Regions from separate parts of the Mus musculus genome. Here region 1 is linked to region 2. A link is a contact called in public ChIA-PET data. All regions are on one chromosome and are shown on one strand. The core of a region is the stretch at or near the end of the contact, and the rest is flanking DNA. Distances in the headings are between cores, read along the strand shown. Region 1 has its middle 6.0 kb from the start of Gm26839. Region 2 overlaps Foxn3 (forkhead box N3).

What was found. ChIA-PET counts read pairs in DNA pulled down with a chosen protein or histone mark.
Region 1: a contact with region 2 is called in an RNA polymerase II ChIA-PET map of memory CD8 T cells, with 15 read pairs. The contact joins two enhancer-like sites. A contact is called at or near these places in 3 of 484 Hi-C or Micro-C datasets (cerebellum, pro-B cells and uterus), 10 of 115 datasets of contacts at active chromatin or transcription factors (astrocytes, bone marrow-derived macrophages, embryonic basal ganglia and 5 more) and 3 of 9 other capture datasets (adipose tissue, embryonic stem cells and pancreatic islet).

What each region holds. Positions count from the first base shown.
Region 1 is chr12:99,554,542-99,561,221 of GRCm38.p6, reverse strand. It overlaps a transcript of Foxn3 not described here. Among named protein-coding and RNA genes, the nearest start is that of Gm26839, 6.0 kb to the left of the region's middle. Within about 2 kb of position 1,576, at least 57 of the 459 cell types and tissues checked have an H3K27ac peak or open chromatin away from gene starts, as enhancers often do. A contact at or near this core is called in memory CD8 T cells and pro-B cells, where this site is marked.
Region 2 is chr12:99,282,504-99,289,314 of GRCm38.p6, reverse strand. All of the region lies in intron 4 of Foxn3 (forkhead box N3), which reads left to right. Among named protein-coding and RNA genes, the nearest start is that of Gm46371, 45 kb to the left of the region's middle. Within about 2 kb of position 4,689, at least 66 of the 459 cell types and tissues checked have an H3K27ac peak or open chromatin away from gene starts, as enhancers often do. A contact at or near this core is called in memory CD8 T cells and pro-B cells, where this site is marked.

The DNA of each region.
Region 1 (6,680 bases), core at 327-2,826, 280 kb before region 2:
TTAGCATTTTGGATCCTCTGAGTTAAGCAAGAGGAAGGCTGCAAAGAGTACATTTGAGCCATTAATTGTAGAACTATGTGTCTGCTTCTAGAGGTGTGTCTCTCCTGTTAGAACAAAAGTCCTTTTTTACAGACTTAGAGACCAGAATGCAGCCAGCGGAGGCAGGGTCATTTGGCAAAGGCGTTATGAAGTGTTTCCGGGCTTGCAAGCCGGTTCCAGGTGGAGTTGAGGTGTTTGATCATGAAGGTCTCTGGGGGGTTGGACAGGTTCCCTTGGGCTATGCCTGGTGCTCAGGGGAGCAAAGGGCAGGGTGTTCTTGGTGGCTGAGCAGGGGGAGGAGGTGCTCCTAAGTGGAGCGAGGACCATTTCCAGACTGCAAATATGACTGCCCAGTTGATTAGATGCATTTCCTCTCCCGTGAATGGAGAGCGGTGCTTTCCCGTTTTTGTTTTTGGTTTTTTTATTGAGGCTATTTTGGGTGGGTGGGGCGGTCCTCCAGGCCGTTAGCACACATATCAGCTATATCTTATTCATGGTGAGGAATACCAAGGAGAAAAGTTTAGTCACCTCCTCCAGCGCCCCCTTTTCACTCATTTTGCTAAGCAGAGAATAACCAAACATACCTCTCCTAAATTTTGACTTTGAGGTGCTTCAGTAAAACTTGTCGATATAACAATCAACACAGTGGCTAGAATTTGACCTGTTGTATCCATGACAATCTTTAAATGGTAAGGTGGTTTTTTTTTTTTTTAGTATTTATTATTATTAATTATGCTTAGGTGTATGTATCTGCATGTGGGTGTGGACACATACCAGAAGTCCTTGGAGCTGAAGTTCCGGACTGTTGTGAGCCCTCTCGTGTAGGTGCTGGGATCCGAACACAGGCCCTCTGGAAGAGACCTCTTAACTACTGAGCCATCTCTCCAGCACCCCTTTTAAAATATTTATTTATTTATTTATTTAAGGCAGGATTCCTCTGTGTAGCCCTGGCTGTCCTGGAACTCACTCTGTAGAGCAGGCTGGCCTCAAACTCACAGAGATCCACCTGCCTCTGTCTTCTAAATGCTGAGATTAAAGGTGTACACCACCCCCACCCTGCCAGACTCCTTAATTTCAAGGTCTTTATATTTGTGTTTCAAATAACTTCTCTCCATATGTGGTATATTTAGCACTGCACTGGACCCTTTTCTTAAAAAGGTTTTAAATTTTATTTAAATTGCAGTTTGGTACTTCTAAAAGAATATCACATCTCCCTTGTTTTTCTCAACTGATTGCCTCAAGGAGTGGGGGGAGAGATGAAAGAGTTCCTAAATATGTCTTAATGCTTATTTAATATCCTATATTGATGGTGTAGCAAATAGCTTAGAGCCATGTAGTGTCCATGATCCGATTACGGGTGTAGTTCACGATCCCACGTTATCAAATATTTGGTGCTCCGGGACTTGATGGCATGACTGGTCCCTCTCAGCAAAGGATTTCCTGTTGAGAAGTTATCTGCAAGTACAGCAAACTGCCATTGGCAGGAAACCTGACAGTTGCTTGTTTTTACAAACTGAAGGAAGTGAATGAGACTTGTTAGTTTCCAGAATCTACCTTGACTCGCTCCAGCCTGCCCCAGAGTTTGCTCAGTTCAAAGGAGGTGACCATGAGTTGTACGAACGATGAGCCTGCTTCAAATCACTGGCACTTCCGTGAATTTCCGTTTTGACTTTAGAATTGGAAGAATTAATCCTTACGCTGTCAGGTACAGCTTCGTTCACCAATACAAATGAGCAAGGTGCTCAATGAAGTCCTAGCTCATTCCCAGTTGTCAGAAAGTCACTGATAGAATCATTCAAGCTGGCACTGTTTGGATGGCTGTGCCAAATTTTTAACAGTAGTTTCAGAATACCAATCAAATGCCAAAGGAGGGAAGAAGGGAAGGAGAGAGGGAGAGGACTGTCCTTCTCTGCTTGCTTCTGAGGGGGGGAAATTCATAAAGAACATATTTCAGGTATGTGCCAACCTTGCTGGTAGCCGGAAGCACAAGGTAGGTGTGGGTCTGTAAAAAGGCGCTTGAGAGAGAAACATCACAACTTTGAAAGCATCTACTACTTGAAATCATTATTTATTTCACTATTTTAACTTTGGATAATCTCATGTTTAATTGCTTCAATTCATGAATGTTCCATATTCTGGAGGGGTAGGAGGAAGGGCAAGCCTCTTTATAGGCTGTAAGTACATAGACCCCCATAATAGAACCAGCTATTGGAATGGCCCACACACACGTTTTCTTAGGCATCGTTTTTGTTTTATAGTTAGCACCAAGTAGAATCTTAAGCAAGATCCTGATAGCTGAATGGAATCAAAGAAGAGCTAGCTACTCTAGGGGAACCAGGAGCCCAGAGGTGGTGACCGCCCTCCAGGCAGCACCTGGGGCTAGCACTAGAACTCAGAACTCTGCCAACATAGTTGCAAACCCACTGCTTTTTAAATGGCCCAAATATTCTCCTAAGGAAGCCAGAGGAAACTGCCTTCAGGGCCCTATGCCAACTCAGCTAAAAAGAACTTTTGCCTGGGCGATTTCAGAGGACCTTTGTTCTCAGAGAGAGGGGGAGGCGAAAGGTAACAATCCGTTATGTCTCACCACACATCCTGAGAAACTACTGGGAACCCAGAGAAAGATCTGACCAGTCACTGCATGACAAAGTCCCAGGCTTGTTCTAATGAGAGAGGGGCAAAGTCTTTTTTAGGGGTGTAAAAATGCAGGCTTCCTTTATAAGTGATAGGAATGGCATGTGGGCGTGACCAAGGTGGTCCACTGTCAACTTGCTGGGAGGCTTGGCTTTAGTGTCTTTCGGTGTGGTTCTGTCAGGGATGGAGAGAGCTCATATAGCGTCAACTAGGAAGGGACGCTCTGCTGAGCTGTGTGCATTGGCTTGGAGGACTCAACGTGTGTCGTCAGGTGATAACACGCAGATGATATTTGAATTATCATCAAATAGACTCGGTTATCTCTTCTACTATGAGAATATCCTGAAACAGTGTAGATTCTATGTAGATTCTGCTCAGGTCCCCCTTGTGTTCCAGATACAACTGGTAGCGGGGACTTTTAGGTAGCATTTAAATGCTTTTCTTTATTCTTATATCGTTATTGGCGTGTGTGATGTAAGAGCAGCTGTGCACGTGGAGGCCGGGTTCTAGCACAGGATGGGTTCTAGGGATTGGTTTCTGACTTCTATTGAGCACCAAGTAGGAGCTCATGCCAGCTTTGGAACCTTCTGAGCCATCTCTCCAGCCTTACCCTTGATTTCCACACATCCATGAGCTGAGCCAGAGGTATGGAGACGGCAGCAGAGACCCCAGCAAGCTGTAGGGAGTTGGATTGTTCTGAGAGACACAGCCAATCTCCTGGCACTGATCCTCGGAGGTCACACAGCTGGGGAGTCTAGAAGAAAAAAAGGACGCGGAGCTCCTGCTCTCCCTTCTCCCGTTCCTTGTATTGTGCTTGCCCAGCTCCCACTGTCTGCATGGGGCTGGAGATCATGATTAAAATAATCAGTGTTGGAGGAAGCCACAGAGCTTCCAACCATTTTTTTTTTTAAAGAAAGCATTTCCTCTAAAAGATGAAACTAGTAGAGAGCACAAAATTGTCGGCCGCAGTAGTGGATGGAAATGATTGTGGGTAACTTTCAGTTATTGAATTGCGCTGAATAAAGCTTTTCATGGGTAGGCTGTTTAAGGCCTCCTCCCACCCGCCTTTCAAGGAAGGAAGGAGTGTGTCGAGTCCGGCAAGCCAGTGGAACCTTCCGAGCCCATTCTGCATGGCAGAGCCATTCTGCTTTGGAGTGGGGCGCTACATCTCAATAATCTCGGGATTTGTGTTTGGTTTTGATTGTTTTGTCGCTTTGGTTTTACGACAGGGCCTCGTGTATCCTCGGATGGCCTGGAACTTGCTATGAGGTCAAGGATGGCCTTGAACCCCTGACCTCCCTGCTTGGTTACAGATATGTACCCTCATGCGGGCTTTGTATGGTGAGGGGATTGAGCCCAGGGTTTTGTGCATAGCGGGCACTCTATCAAATGAACTACGTACTCAGACGAAGGGCTTGCTTTGTTAACAGAAGGATGCCCAACTGTTACCAGGAGGCTGCTGTGGCTGTCCCTGAGGGCTTTGCAAAGTGTGAGCCAGTGTGTGTCCAGTACAGAAGCAAAGATCTGGAGTAAGCAAGCTCCGCTTGGAAGAGGGATTTTAGCATGTCATTCAAGGTCGATTTAGAAACCCAGAAAGATCTCTTTGTGCCTTGAAATGTTCTGATTTAACAAACTTAATAGTTGTGCAGGTGAGCCACGTGGTGGTAGTGGTGGCTCACACCTTTAACCTCGGCACTTGGGAGGCAGAGGCAGGTGTATCTCTGAGTTCAAGGCCACCCTGGTGTATAGAGCTAGGTCTAGGACCCCTGGGGCTACACTGAGAAACTCAAAATAAAATAAATAAATAAATAGTTAGACTTTAAAATGAGATCAGCAAAGCACTACTGATGAGTTAATAACCAACTCTGAACTAAAACCATTGTGTCTTGTCTTGAGACTTTATTAAGCATATAGAACTCTCTCAAGAAACAACAGCTTTCTCTAGGCAACGTTGGCCATATTGGGTGACAGAAGAATGTCCTGAGAAGGGGTTTGTTTCACTGGATCCTACTTTCTGCCTTACTTCATTTGAGTCTCGCAATAACCTAGTGTTGATGTCAATAACTAATATCTAAGGAAATGGAGGCAAGAACAGCCCTAGAGCTACAAGTTCTCTAAAGACCCAGCTCTTTCTCACCTCCAGTTCCTGAACCCAAGCTACAGCCTGTGCCACCTACTGACCACGTACAAGCAATCTGATGGATTCCTGCCTGGGAGTGGTAGCACCGCCGTCCACAGATGAAATGGAGTCTCCTTCCTAGAAGAATGGGAGTGGAGAATGGCGAAGGCTCTCAGTGACTCTGGGAAGAAATGGGATTTTTGCCTGTTGACTTTCATGTTCATTAAGTGATGGGCGGGGCCTCTTAGGTCCCTCATTGGTGAGTTTTACTTCTTCATCTTCATCTCTTGGATTGTCTTCAGCCATCCTGGAGCACATTCCCTTACTTGGTAAACAAACAATCCTGCCCACGGTGTAGGCTTTTCCTGAGTTCCACGATAGCCTACCCAGCCTGGCTGCTGGTGGCATTCATTCCTAACCCGTAAACAGATTTCCTGGCAGTATCCAGCTTTAGAAGTAGGAATAGCCTAGTAAGCAAGCTCATGCGTGCTAATCCAGCAGCAGCTCTGAGATTGCTTTTTTATTTGCTGGTTTTCTGGGTATCCTACTGTGCTTCGGATACTTGTGGCTGGATGGTTAGAACCGGCAATCGGTGGGGGTGGGTGGATATGGGGGACTTTTGGTATAGCATTGGAAATGTAAATGAGTTAAATACCTAATAAAAAATGGAAAAAAAAAAAAAAAGAACCGGCAATCGGAGAGATTCAGCAATGTGTGTTCCTGGTTCTCAGGGTCTCTTATCGGGTCCAATAAAGAATCCACACCAGATGGAGTGTATTTCTGTGTCACAGGTATGAGTTTGTATATTTCACGTATATTAAATCACTTCAAGGAATCGGTTGAGAAAGGTGCTAAAGACGTATGTAAATGTAGGGAAATGGATCATCCACAAATTCAGAGAACATTAATTTGACACCTATTGTATACCACCGACTGTGCCCAATCCCTTGCAAACAGTGTGCTACCTGCTCTGGAATTCATACCAACCTTTTAAGTGGAACTCTTTCAAAATGTGGCTCTCTTAAATTTTGTATTCTGATACCATCTTCGCAAGGACAGTTGAAGGTTATATATTTTACCTAAGAGCTGATCCCAGGAAGGGACAGGAAGGCAGCCAACAGTGAGTGAGCTGTCCCTCTCTAGAGCACTGGGCACACTTAAACTACATGGGAACTGGAACACTCAGCCCCTGGCTCAGGACCACTCTCAGGGGATTCACATTTTAGCATCTGAGGTCCCCATGAGAGCTGACAGAGCAAGCTTTGTCCCGAGAAGGTGTTTGGGTCTGGACACCTTTGAAAGGTGGAGCTGTCATGTACTGGGATTTCAGGCTCATGGGGGACAAGGCTAGGGTTGTCTTAGCAGTTTTCATTGTTACCCTGTATTCATCAGCTCCTTCTCCAGTCCTAGAACTATAGATGTGCTTGTGTGTGTGTGCATAAGTGTGCATGCACGTGTGTGTGTGTGTGTGTGCATAAGTGTGCATGCACGTGTGTGTGTGCATAAGTGTGCATGCACGTGTGTGTGTGTGTGCATAAGTGTGCATGCGTGTGTGTGTGTGTGTGTGTGTGCATACATGTGTGTGTGAGAGAGAGTGTACATGCACACGTGTGCTCATGGAGACCAGATGTCTGCATCAGGTGTCTTCCTCAGTTGCTTTCCATCTTATTTTTTTGAAGTGTGAGTCTCTCACCAGCAGACCTAGAACTCTTGCTTTTGACTAGACTGGCTGGCCAGCAAGCCCGGGTGGGGGATTCCTCCTGTCTCTGCCCCCCAGTGCTCACATGACAGGTGGACCAGCTGTTTATGATGATGGAAAAAAAAAAAATCAGGGCCTCGTGTTTCACTCTACATACTGAGCCGTCACCCTAGCCTGGACAGGTGTCTT
Region 2 (6,811 bases), core at 3,440-5,939:
GCACTATCTCCTCTACCCTTGTCTTCCCTCTGGTAAGTGAAAGGTACATCTTCAGACTAGGAAGGAATCCAGGGTCAGTGATGATGTGCTGACAGCATGGTGGTGAGAGTATAGGATGCAGGAGTGGGAGGTGGGCAGCTGGGCTGTATTGGGAGGAGGAGGAGTTTGAAAAAGAGGGGCATCACTTCCTAGGGCAACTAACACTTGAGTAAGGACTTGAAACAGAAGGAGGGGTGTGTGTGTGTGTGTGTGTGTGTGTGTGTGTATTTGTGTGTAGTGTGGATGTGGTGTGTGGGTGTGTGTGTGTGTGTGAGTGTGGATATGGGTGTGTGTGTATGTGTGGAGTGTGTGTGTACGTGTATGTGTAATTCATAGATGTGGCATTGCCAGAGAGGAAAACCACAACAGCACATGTCCTATCAGAGGGTAAGACAATGGGGACATGGGGCCAGACACGTGGAACCTGACTGGGACATGGCAAGTGTTCCTTGATGGAATCCAAGTAAACTGCTGAAAGTAGAAAATAGTATCCGCATAGGTCTTCACCTACTATACCATTGCTGAGCAGCGCAAGTCACCGTGAAGTGTTGGTGCTTTGTCCTTGTTAACGTGGGGCTGATGGCATTTGCACCCTGTCATTACTGCCCAGTGTCATAAGGCCCTATACCTTAGGAAGGATCAGTATTGAAAAGACAGTTTCTTTTTTTCTTGCTCTTTGGAGATAGTCTTATGTAGCCCAGGCTGCCCCAGACTTGCTATGCAATAAAAGATAACCTTCGACATCTGGTCCTTCTAGGACTGCAGGTGCGCATCCCCATGCCTGGCTCTTCAAGGGCAGTTCCCCCTGAAGGCATACGGCATTCACACCATCAGGAAGTTGAAAAATAACAAAACCAAACCCAAGTAAGGGCGTCCTGTAATGTGTTCTAATCCCGTGGAAATGAGCACCTGAACCTGTGCTGAGACCAGGGAGCCCGTCTCGTGTCCTCTAACACTTGCTGGGCTTGTGAGCTGAATGGCACGTTGGTATTTTCTAGCCTAAATCAAGCCAGTAGGAAGGAGTAGCTGGAAGTGCTCAAGGCCTTGCTCAGACCTCAAAGTTGGCACCGACCATCTTCAGGTTCAAAATCATAGGCAGGCTGGGCTGTTGGTCACCCCGGAGGAGAGTACTGGGGGGAGATTTGCTTTGGATTATGTCAGGCAGAGCTTCTTCACGTAATTGGTCATTTTGTCAATTCCCAGTGTTTATTCTGAATGCCATGTAGTCTGTGAAAGCGGTTTCAGTATTCTAGCAGTTCTAACGGACTAGAGAGCCCTTCAGGTTTTGTACAATAGAAACCAAGCAGAGACTCCCAAGGGGACAAGCCTGTTGTCTGACAAGGGACCTGGGCATCTAAACACAAGTGGAGTTTACTCAGAGGCTTGCAGGGGTGACCAGCTGACAGGTGTTTCCAACAGACCCCGTAGCTTTGAGTTTCAGTTTCGTCTGTGTGTTTCAATGTTTATATATATAAATACATACATGTATATGTACATATATATATATATATATGTGTGTGTGTATACATATATAATATGTTTAATGATGTCTTATTTTCTAAAAAAAGAATGAAGTTCTTTAAGGATTTCCCTTCCCATCTCCAAGCATTACAAAGTTAGATTTAGGTTATTTCATTTAAAGGTCACTGTGGCTTGAATTATTTTCATGAGTCTGTATCTCATAATTAAAGATGTTTCTCACCCTGGTCTGCCCCTTCACCTGGCCTCTGATGGTTTCTCACCTTAAAAGGACACAAGACACCCCTCACCCTATCACCCTTCGCCTCCTGCCTTCTGCTACAACTTGGGGCAAGCTGAGCCTGACCTTCCCTGCTGCTCTTCCTGTCCTTCGTAGGCCTGATGGCCCTGAACTTGCCAGTGTTTGTTTCATGAGAAGCACCTCCCGCACCCATCCACACTAAGCTACACCTCCATTTCTGTGTCAGACTGGAGCTGTCCAAGGGACGCCCTGGGCCAGTCTCTCAGCCGCTCAGCCCAGCTTCTAGTCAGACCGAGGGGAAGGCCTGAAGCCAACTGCTAACAGCACTGACAAGAACTCTTTCTCAGACCTCCCCCATCAACAACCTGACACCCTGCCTCCTCTGGCTTCCCCTCACCTTCCTTCTCCTTCACTCTGGCTAGCACTGGGCCACTGCTATCATTACCAACTATTATCAAAATAAGTCATTACCAAATCTGTGCTCCTAGCATGCAGTGAATGAATCAAAGCATTCTATCACACCCAACAGGTTTTTCTTTCTTGGCTGCTGACAGCCCACAGGATAAACTAATGAAATGGAAAGAAATCCTTAGAGACATTTTCAGTGCACAGAGCAGGATTAAGCCGCCACAAGCCAACAGCAGAAGGGAGGAGCAGGGAGACAGACCAGTTCTTTGCTGGCAGATTCACGTTGTCTCTGTGTGTGCACAGTGCATGCAGCATTGGGAAACCATGCATGATGATCACTGCTCTGCACTGCTCTGCGGAGTGGGATTATCCATGTCCTGGGTTGGCTTCATGCTGGGGCTGCTCCCACCTGCCCACCGCAGCCCTCTGCTGCCATAGCCCGGCCATGCGGTTCACTGATAGATAGATGAGGGAATTCCCACTTGGTTTTATTTCATGCCACAGAAGGCTCGAGGGTGAATGCTCAGAAAACTCAGGTTTTGAGTCAGATCCCCAAGCCCTGGTCCTCATTAACTCCATGCCTTCAGTCAAGATGCATAGGAAACGCCATGCAGTCTTCAGTGTAAACTGAGAAACGTCCCTCTGGGACAGTTTCCTCCCTGAATTACAGCCCTGACCCTCCCTAGCAATGCCTAAAAATCAAAATGAACGAGGGAAAAAGTGTGACCTTTACCTGTCTTTGGTGGATCCAAGAAGATGGGCAGAATGTGTTTGCCAGCTGCCCGAACAACCAGATATCAAACATGATCGTTCCCGAAAGCTCTCTCAGTTCGTCATGTATTACAGATTCAGACAACCTAGAAAGAAATCTTGGCTTCCTAAGCAAGTGGCTTAACCCTTGTAATAGTGTGAGTTCCATTACTATAGCAAAATAGCTGAAGTAGGATAAATTGTAAAGAAACGAGGTTGTTCACAGTCTGAAAGTGTAAGGCACAGAGAGCCAGCCCTTGTAATTCTTCCTCCGACAAGGGCCTCATGACCCTGGCATTACAGTGATAGGAACACGCAGAGAAGAGGTCACATGGTGAGACAGGAAACAAAAAAAAAAGCGTTGTTGTTGTTATTATTATTATTATAATCTTAGGTGTATGGTTGTTTTGCCTGCATGTATATCTGTGTACCACATGGGTGCAGAGCCCACAGACGTCAGGAGAGGGTGTGCCCTGGAACTGGAGTTACAAATGGTTGTGAGCAGCCATTTGGGTGCCAGGAACCAAACCCAGGTGACCCGCAAGAGCAATCAGTGCTTAACTGTCACGCCACCACTACCGTCCCTGAGGGGCTCACTGTGTTCATTTTTTGGCAACGCCCTTTCCTGTGAATCTACTCCTCAGGACCAGCATTCACCTGTTCATCTCGTCTATCTCCAAAGGGTTCGCTCTTCCACACACTCATGGAGAAACACCACAAAATCTTCCCAGGAGCATTCTTGTCAGTTTCCACTCTGAACGTCAGCCCAGCCAGCATCTCTTTGCTGATCCTAGCAGGATTCAGGGACCACTCTTTGGCACTGAGTTCTTGACTCCAAGGGCCCGCATCTCTGGTTTTGTTGGGTTTTCTGAGACCCTCCCCCGCCCGCCTGTCCCTTTCACAAGTGGCAGCTCGCCCTGGGCTTTCTGGCATCTTTCATCCCTTCCGCAAGCTGACTCTTTTGTCCACTGTGCAAAGGAGGGCGTTCACCTCTTGCATAAATCTGCTTACTGCCCCCAGGCGTGCCCACTAAAAAACCTTAGCACTTACAGGGAGGGGGCAGCCCCTCTCCACATTTGCCCTCAGATGCCCACTGCCTTCTGTTCTCCTTGGCCCGGGGTAGACTCTGAGTCTTCCTCCGCATTGTTTGTCTTTTTGTCCTGCAGTGAGGAAAGCTTTTTCTGGAGCTTCAGTAATTGTCAGCGTGCCGGTCTGTTTACAGAGGTGAAGTTGGAGGGGTGCTCCTGGGCTCCTCTAATCTTTCTCTGTGTGCTTTGGAACATGCTTTTATGCTCATTAAAAAATAACAAGGAAGTACGACTTTCAAAGAGGCCGCTAGTTCATTTTGATCTTTGCTGGTCCGGTTATTTATTTATTTTGGAATGAAGGGTCTTAGGTATGTAGTATACCTAAGACTTGCAATGTCCATTTACCTTTCAAGTACTGGGATTGCAGGCTTGTGTTAGCATGTTCAGTTGGTATATGATGGAGACTGAAGGCTTTGAGTGTGCCAGGCAAGAGCTGAGCCGCACCCCCCACACCTGTGAGCCCAGCTGTCTAAACTTCCCATGCCAGTAGCCTGCTGTACAGTCGAAGGCCCCTTCAGTTCCATAGTCTGCATTTCCCTGCTTGACCCTAACTTTAGCTAATCTCCAGACCCCTGTCTCTAATAACTGTCTTCATGGAAGTCTCATATTGCCCTCTGAGAAAGCAGCCCTGTGAGCAGACTGCTGAGTAAGACGTTATGGCCAGCAAGGCTGAGGACAGGAAATTGAAAACATTTACCAGAGACTTCCTCAAGAGGCAAGGCATCTGTTTCCCCCACTTCCCCTCTGTGTGTGTATGTCTGTGTGTCTGTCTGTCTTTTGTCTGTGTGTGTCTTTGTGTGTCTATGTGTGTACACACACCGCACATACTTGTAGGTATGCCCGTGCTGTGGTCCAAGTGTTGAGGGCAGAGGACATCCTCCAGTCTTCGTACATGTGTCTGCCTTTTTTGAGACAGGGTCTTTTCACCTAAGTACTTCAGGCTAGCTGACCTGGGAGCTGCCAGGCATCCTCCTGCCTCTGCTTTTCTGCTCCAGTAAGGGGCCTGCACTGAGCTCCTGGGGTTTGAATTCAGGTCCTCACACTTACACAGAGAATTGCTTTACCTATGGAGCCAGTCCCCCAACATACACTTTATGATTGCTAAAGATTGGATGGAGAATAGAAAGTCCTAGAATTAGCCACTGGAAGGTTAGTACAAAGAATAACCCTACTGCTGAGCACTGATCTTACTTGATGTTCATTTTTATGGATGTAACTTTAGACTAAATACATCAATAGGAATGTTTTCTTTTAGATTGCATAGCGTTTAGGAATGTTTCTGAAATCTATTAAATTATACCCGTAACAAGACTATGAAGTGTAGAGATGAAACAGCTTTGGATCCTGTTGCCATAAGTAACATGTGTCTTATCAAAGAGCCCTGGCTTTAAGTACAATTGGAAAGGAAAAGCCATTCCCCTTGAAGCTCTGTGGAACTGCTGGGGTGGAGGTCTAGAAATATTTTTGTAAAATTACCAAAAGACTTAAGGATAATGAAGCTTTTAGGATGTGTTCTGAGCAAGCTGTTCAAATGATGGTTTCAGAAGTGGACTTAAAATTACCCCCTCTAAGCTTCCGAAGCCAAGTTTATATCCATTCTTTCTGCTCCCTGTGGGTTTCCTTCCTAAGCCCTTGCCAAGCGGCAGGCCTTAGGGTTTTCATATCTGTGCCATCACGCACACAATGGGATGTGTGCCTACATTTGTGTGCACATGTGTGTAGCCCAGGTTCTTAAGTGGAATGGCCTTAAAGAGATCGTTACTCTCAGTGGTCCTTGCAGCCTGTAGAAGAAAGTTGCAGGCTCTCCAGATGTGGGTAATGGAACCCTGGGATGACATGCCCCTGCCGCCCCAACCATGTGCCCTCAAGCAGCTCATCTGACTGGTGCAGGCCTCTGCTTCCTGCCCAGTCCAAAAAGCAAGAGTCCCAACTTGATGAACTTGGTGAGAATTAAAAGGCACAGCATTCGTTATGTTCACGGTAACATCTGTGCAGACTCCTGCAGCTTCGTATACCTTCACCCTCAAGCAACAACAACAAACATTCTCCCCCAGTTGACTATAGAGATGCCTTTAGGGCATTTAAGGTCACTTTCAATCTCTGGTGTATTGAGGCTGGGAAAGACTCAGGCTCTCCTCCCAAGAGCATCCCATGCAGTTCTTGCCATGCTTGAATGACTGTGGTCCCACAGAAATGGAACAAACACAAAGAAGGTTCCCCTGGGTCTCACTGGAGTTGCCTGTGATCTGTAGGGCTTGTTCTTTGACTTAGTGTGCTGGATTATGCAGAATAAAACCAGACCCGACAAAGGTCTGTTTCAGTAAACAGGGAGGTCGAGCATTGGGAAGCGAGAGCCAGCTACTTATGTGGTGGAAAGAAACTTAGGCCATCCTTGAAGAGGGGTCCCAGTAGGCCTGTCCCCTCCCTAGCAGTTACCAAAGCATACGTCAGCTAGTGCTTCTTAGGCTGTAGATGGTTTTTATTGGGGGGGGGCACATTGGGACTCTTTATGCAGCCAAGGCTGGACTGAAACTTCTGGCCCTCCTCCCTTAGCCTCTCAAGCTCCGATTTCCCAATGTGTGCCATTGTGTCGAGCTCAAACAAGTTTTCTGGGGTGTGCTCAGGTAATCTGATTCTAATTGGACAACCAATTACAAGCATGAATTAGAAGCATAAGTCTCCGCTCTGGTGACATTTGCAACAAGACGGTGACAAAGTCTTAATAAAGACCAAAATGTGAGGCATGTACAAAGAACAGTTCTATATTGAATCCGTCTTGTTCTCAAGCCGTGCTCTTCAGCCTCTT